2 separate regions of the Gossypium hirsutum genome follow, and region 2 is linked to region 1. The links are chromatin contacts, called in public Hi-C maps. All regions are on one chromosome and are shown on one strand. Each heading gives the region's core, a stretch centred on a gene start, on an enhancer-like site or on the middle of the called end of the contact. The rest is flanking DNA. Distances are from core to core; before and after follow the strand shown. Region 1 holds the start of LOC107945105 (cytochrome b-c1 complex subunit 6-1, mitochondrial). Region 2 overlaps LOC107945111 (protein RETICULATA-RELATED 1, chloroplastic).

The links. Hi-C and Micro-C count contacts between places; a contact is called where the count stands out from the background.
Region 2: a contact with region 1 is called in a Hi-C map of leaf, with 2.3 times the contacts expected there. The contact joins the enhancer-like site here to the promoter of LOC107945105 in region 1. A contact is called at or near these places in 2 of 34 Hi-C or Micro-C datasets (hypocotyl and leaf).

What each region holds. Positions count from the first base shown.
Region 1 is chrD12:5,782,152-5,785,831 of Gossypium_hirsutum_v2.1, forward strand. LOC107945105 (cytochrome b-c1 complex subunit 6-1, mitochondrial) reads right to left here and starts at 2,260. Exons shown (of 5, transcript XM_016878958.2): 1 at 2,147-2,260; 2 at 1,797-1,843; 3 at 993-1,077; 4 at 99-188; 5 at 1-27. The coding sequence starts at 1,798.
Region 2 is chrD12:5,957,394-5,960,625 of Gossypium_hirsutum_v2.1, forward strand. It overlaps LOC107945111 (protein RETICULATA-RELATED 1, chloroplastic), which reads right to left. Exons shown (of 8, transcript XM_016878966.2): 5 at 3,158-3,232; 6 at 2,760-3,065; 7 at 2,470-2,634; 8 at 1,399-2,079. The coding sequence ends at 1,791. Among protein-coding and RNA genes, the nearest start is that of LOC107945111, 4.0 kb to the right of the region's middle. Within about 2 kb of position 1,253, at least 4 of the 9 cell types and tissues checked have an H3K27ac peak or open chromatin away from gene starts, as enhancers often do. A contact at or near this core is called in leaf, where this site is marked.

The DNA.
Region 1 (3,680 bases), core at 1,010-3,509:
CAATTTCGAGAATAGAGTCTGTGCAACCTGCATTCCACCAACCCGGTATTAGGACAGTACACAATATCACCTAAATGAAACTAAGGTAAGCTACTTACACATTTATCAATGCAAGCCCAATAATCAAAATATTGACCAGTGCAATGCTTGTGGCCACTTTCGTCACCTTCAATTCTCTTAACACATGCCTGCAGGAAGCAAGTAACTTGTGTAAGTTGATGTGTAGTTCAGAATGTAGCAGAAGATTGTTCTAAAAAAGAACCAAGTATTTAGGACAAGAAACATAATATTAATAGGAGGTGAATGTCAGTGTCTGGGTGTGAAGCCTATTATTTTCAGATATTGCCTTAAATCTGTTTTTTGTGAAATATCAAGTTGGGTCTGGCTCAATAGAAGAAAACAACTTGCATTTTCCTATGGTTTCACATATATACATATATATACAGACATATCCCAATAACTAGTTCTGGCTGCAAGCTTTTCTTGTGGTTAAAATGGGGTTTCAAAGAAGACAGAATGAAACCAACTCCTTAAAGAACCAACTCTTTCTTTTCCCCTTTTTCGGGTGTTCGGCCAAAGAATCACCGACTGTTGAGAAGGTAGACTCTTCTTCCTTCAATTTTCCTCCAACAAAGAATTTCTCAGTATCGCCACAAAACTTCAAGAAAATCATATGAAAATATAGGGAGGCAGATTAAAAAACAAGAAATAAAGGAGTAAATATGCCGGTTTTATAGGATTTCCCAAACTGATGCATTATATACAAACAGCATAGCATTTCTGCAGAAATGAAGCTCTGGGTTGAAGTAGGAAATGGGATGAATTTGATGAAAAGTTTGCTAGCATTATGAAATTCCAATATTTAAAGAATAAAACAACACGCATGAATTAATACTTGTAACAGCAATTATCAAACTCATATATTTGAAAGAATGGTGAAAAAGATTCAAAAAACCTAGCTCAGTTTGCAAAACAAATCATTTATAACAAACCTCGTAAGCACGAAGTTGTTTCACACATTTAGGCTTGCAACCCTCTTCAAGATACTTCTTTTGATCAACAGGTTCCTCATCCGCCCTAACATTTTTAAACCATAATAGCTTAGATATTGACACAGTATTGAAAGGCATTCATAACTTTGAGGAAAAATAACATCACTGTTTCTTAAAGATAAAAATGTAATCAGGAAGCAACTATGGACCATAACCAAAGTTAGACCATAAAAATAACAATAAGGAACTAAATATTTCGGAATATACTTAATTTACGTTAACATCTACTGATATTAGATGATAAAAAAAAACTTAATTTTGATATTTTAAGCTTTGATCATTGTTAATTATTTCTTTTCCTGTGGTTTTCAGGAGAACAGCCTATCCTATGCGTTCCCACTACCTATCCAATTGATTGAATTAGAGGAAAAAAAATGCTAATTTAATTCCAATTTGAGATCATACGAGATCATTTCATCTGAATATCCAAAAATACGATGATTGTTCAATCTGTTGCAGTGTCCATGTTGCCCCTTACAGACAACCCCCACAACCCAACAACATACTTTAATCACAAACTTATATAACAGATGCACCACACAGGCTTTATTCACAGTAGTATGATTATTTCCTATACCCAAGAATGATTACAGATCAAGAAACAAATAGAAAAACTATTTAACAACAGAATGCAAAACAAACTAAATTAATTGAGATAAAATATATCATCAAACTCACTCCACTTGCAAGCATATTATGAAACAGATAGAAACATATGTATAAGGAAAAAAAATAGAAGCTTACATTGCAAATGAAATGAAAACGCAACAGTCAAGAGCTTTGGAGGTCACCTGGTAAATGAATTACAAAGTCAACAAAATAAAGCAGAGCGAGCAATCAAGTAATTTTGCAAAACCCTAAATGGATAATGAAATATTAAAATTAAAACACACAGAGACAAATACACACCAGATATGAGATTTCTCATTAGAGAACCCAACAATAAATCTATTAAACCCAAACCCTAGATTTACAGATCAAGAAAAATTCCTGATCGCCTATAAAAATATTTTAAAAAAAACCCATCCGTAAGAGATCAATTAAGATAAAAGTCTAACACGAGTCGACGGAAAAGAAAATGTGGGAGTGAATACCTCAGGGATAGGAGCAGAAAATACTAAGCTACGGCTACCCTCTTTCCCTGCGGAAACTGCGAGTATAAAACAAACGTGACCTTAATTCAGACTTTAAAGTGCTCCCGTAATACGCACCGTCTGCATTTGTTCAGTTTGGGCCTTTTCAAGCACATTGGGTCCTGAATTTAGTCTGAGTATTATTGGGCTCAATTTTTTAACAATGGGAGAGGTAGGAGGATTTCAACCAATTGGAGATAGGCTAAGCCACCGGAGGAAGTGCTTCAGTTTCTACACGATGATTAAGTTGAAGATTCGCCTTGTTTATTTTATTTTATTTTTGTTTTATTACTTCTTTTGTACCAAAAAAAAAAGCTAACTAACTAGTTAGTTCGTCCCGATTAAATTACAATACGTTTAATTCACTAGAATGAAATAAGACTGTAATTGAATAATCATTCTGTATAAATAAAATAAGACTGTAATGGAATTGAATAGGTATAACAATAGTTTGGTTGGATGGAATGGGATGAGTATTGTATTAGTATTCATGCATTTGGTTGAGAGGAATATAAATGTAAGGGTAAACTATACCCATAGTGATTTTTATTTATCTCAGGTTACATTTTAGTCACTTATGTTTGAAATGTTAAGTTTTAGTCAATTATGTTATCGTGTTGTAACATTTTAGTCATTTAAGTAGTTGATTGTCGTTAACGGTGTAACTGTAAACTGATGTGACATGTTAAATCATAATTTCAAACAAAAATTTGAGGTTATAATCGGTGTCTATATTTTTCATTTTAAGTAATTTACTTTTTTATTTTATGTTCTTTAAACTTTTCTCTTTTTTTTCTTCTTTTTTTTTCTATTCTCTTCTGTTTCTCCATCTATTTTTCTACCTTCTCCATTTCTTTTAACATATCATGAAGTCGAATTGACAGTGAAAAAAGAAGCAAGAAGTCGAAAGTCATCGTTGCCTATAACCAATACCCATAAACCCATACCATGCTTCTTTATAATAGTTTATTATTATTAAATATAAGTTATATTTCAAAATATACCTTCCAAAAATTTAGAGAATTTGTTTATTATTAGATGGATTGATTTATAATTTAATTGAAGTTTGTTGAGATTGTGCTTAAAAAGGTGACCGCGACTCCGGAGACAGCAACATGAGGTTTTGTAATGTTTGTTGGATAGGGTTGAAAGTTGTTGCTGACAGCTCAAGAGTGATGTGTCCTGGTTAAGAAATCTTATTCATGTCGTATCGATAGTTGAGTTTAGTTAAAATGAGTAGCATAATAATTATGTTTCATTTATGAATTAAATCTTTGAAAAATGGAATCGCAGTATGAATTAATTTGTAATGCGATGGAAATGATTAATCGAGGGAGCACTAAAATTGAAATTTTCCTAAGGACTTTGTGGCGATTGATCCATGATTAGATTATGTTAGTGATGAGAATGTATAATGGCCATGGATTTCGTCCAAATTATGCCAGCACTAGGATGCTCCAATTTTTACTAATAAATCTATAATATATATATAACT
Region 2 (3,232 bases), core at 3-2,502, 170 kb after region 1:
TCAAAATTAATAAAATGTTAAAAATTGTATATTAATGTTTTATATATTTTGTGATCAAATTTAAATTTAAGATATTTTTTATTATTTAAATTGAATTCAAGTCGGACCAAAATAACTTGAGAAATAAAAAATTTTGTCCAAGCCCGACCCATGAACCGCTTTTATTACATATTAAATTAGTAAAGTTAATTAAAATTTGTAAATAAAAAAGGTGAAAAAATGGATATGTATGACAAGACAAAAAGGAAAGGACAAAAATATTTAATGGACATAATTGGTAGGGAACAACCAACTGGTGTTGGGAGATTTCACTGGAGTTAAATGCTCCAATCAACAAATATAAGCATAAAGAGATTAACTGAGATAACTGTACCGCAACCCCATCACTTTGCTTACCATATCCTCCTCCTTTCAACTGTTTGCATGCATGGTACACGTGGTTAAGTCACTTGTCGAGATAAAGACACAAGCCAGCTGGTACAAATGTTGAAGCCTTTCAGATTCATTTATAGTCGCAAAGCACTCAATTCGTGCGGAACTGCATCTAGTCAACTTGTCTTGTATGGGGAAAACAAGAACCAAATGCCTGCATTTCAACAACTTGGGCCTTTTAGGGTATTTCTCAACGAGGCTTGACGTGGAGTTTGGAAGTCTTATGCACCAGCTCATTAACACGTTTCTCCTCCAATGTACAATTCCAAATTATTAAAAACCAGATGAAAACATAGTGAAGCTACTCTCTGGTTGTTTAGAATCATGAGAGCTTTATCAATTTTTGTTGGCATAGCCCTTGTCATGGAAGTCAACAAAACAGAGGGATTGAAAACAGCATCCAAAAACCAACCCCACATTCCCCCAGCAACTAGCAAAGGCATCAAAACAGAGACTAGAAAGCTGGACACCAATCTCTTCTTCCACTTGGGACGAATCCCCGTCGCATATAGCAGATAAAGTAAAAGTACATTACTACATGTACGGTTGCATTGATGACAAGTGCTGTGCTACAGGGAACAATACTGGCAAATGCATAAGCAAAGGTAGCGCAACTAAAGTTCCATGGTAGTAAACGCGGAGAAACGTCACCCTTTGCTTTGATTTTGCTTAAGATATGCAAAAGGGTAGCTATGCATTTCAAAAATCCTGGTTGGCCAAGAAAAAAAGGGGAAGCAAATGATTTGGTGCACGGGAGATAATGGAGACGGTGAAGACAATGCCCTTGTTGAGGGAGTGGAGGGCCGTGACAGTGAGTAGAGGTTCAAGCTTCAAACTTTGAGGCTATGGGCCTCGGTTCAAGCTTCAACCGTCAATGCTCTTTATAAAGGAGAAAGTAGAAAATGTTGTCATGGGCGACCAATGGTTCATAGAAACACATCCTAAACGACAATGAATTATAGGAAATGCAGTGTAATCGACTCTAACTTCATTTGAAAAGAAAAAATATGACAATCATATTTAGAAACTTACTGAACACTTAACTGCACATCACTCTATCGTAGGTCATCTAAGACCAAGCATCTGCCAGAAACATCCCTGCCAATTATTTGCGGTGCAAATGAAATCGAACCGACTCAACTTGGAGTATAGCACTTCATTGGTATAACAAATATTTAACATCAAATGAAATTGAGTAGCAGCAGTCAAGAACTCTTCAGTTACTGTGCTGGTGCCATTTGGATTTGTTTAGCCAGCGATCAGCACCAGACAAAAATCTTAGCAAGAGGTTCTCTTTCGTATTGTATTCTCTCAGTCAAGCAGCAAAATTGGACAGCAATCGAATTTATGTCAATTAACTACGCAGAGCTTGCAGTTACCTTCTTCCTCACAATCCTCTTTCTCCGGGCCTTTGGAGCTCTCGTTTCTTCATTGGCAGCAGATTCAGCATTTCCTTGTCTGATGCCAAGAAGTCCAAGACCAGAAACAATGGCAGTCTTTGATATAAACCATTTAGAGGAGGATCTGGTCCCATCCTCAGAAGGTCTGTTATAAGCCTTCAAGAGGTCATCTGACTGAACCAGTGGATCCACCTCAACACCTAGCCAAGCCAACCTTGATCTCTCTCCTAATTGAACATTCAGAACCCTGCAAAAACCCAGTCAAGCAAGATAAGCACAAACTCCATAGAAGCAAACTAACCAACAATGAAGAGTTCTAAGTGCAAAACAACAGTGCAGTCATAAAATGATAAAATGCTAGTGCTTGCTGTTCTGTCTAACTAGACCCTAAGAAAGTAACCATGATGATCAAAAAGCAATGGGAAAGGTAAGTAGAAAATCTAAGAAAATAGGGATGATTACTGCTTAGGACTACAGTTTAGCAGCACATCTAGAGAAAAGGTATCGAGAAGAATAAAGGAATGCCCAAGCAACACAATCATACGTACTTAACACAACATAAACAAGAGAAATGAAGGGCATGTGGTGCCGGTAGTTCAAAAGGGGCTGGGGGGAAGCAAGAGAGGTCAAGACCTACCTTAAAGCAGTGCTGAAGAACAATGCTACACCAATGACATCAAAATGGTTGACCATTGCTTGATCAAACCCACACAAAAGCTGATATCTAAGGTTTGCATAGAGTCCAAGGAAAGCACCATAACCCAGCGCATTGGTACTCATGGACGGAATTGTCACAGACAACCTGACAATATTATCAAAAAATCAACCATTAATATATAACAACCTTGCAAGCAACAAGAATTTTTTTTTTCCTTTTCCAAATAAATGGAACAACAATATAATTGAGACACCATTAGCTCTACTTACTTTTCCTTCTTTTTACTGGCCAAAAAATTTGACAAAGAACCTTGTACTGCTCCAGCAGTTAATCCAACAATACACAACTCTGCAGCCTTGTAGAAAAGAGAATGGATTCTCTTTTGCAAGTCAAATTCTCTAAGTGGGTAACTCCGTTCAAATATATTGTTGGGAAGCTTCTGCAACGTGTTTTGCAAGTCAAACCGGAAGGTATTGCCATACGAACGACAAGGAGCAAGAGACCAAACTACAAGAGCATTGCATGCTGCTACTGTAAGCACATTCATAAGTGCCAGATCCCATTCTTGTTTAATCCTGTAGATGCAGTAAAGTAAGTCTTTATTAGCTTGATTTGATAAAATGGATCAACAAGGCAAGTAGGCATATTATTGTGTAAGAAAAACTACCTATTCTTTCGATTCTTCACCTCCCACCAAACAGAAGAGCCAATAGTAGCAGCCTCCTCCCAAAGAAGCCTGTAT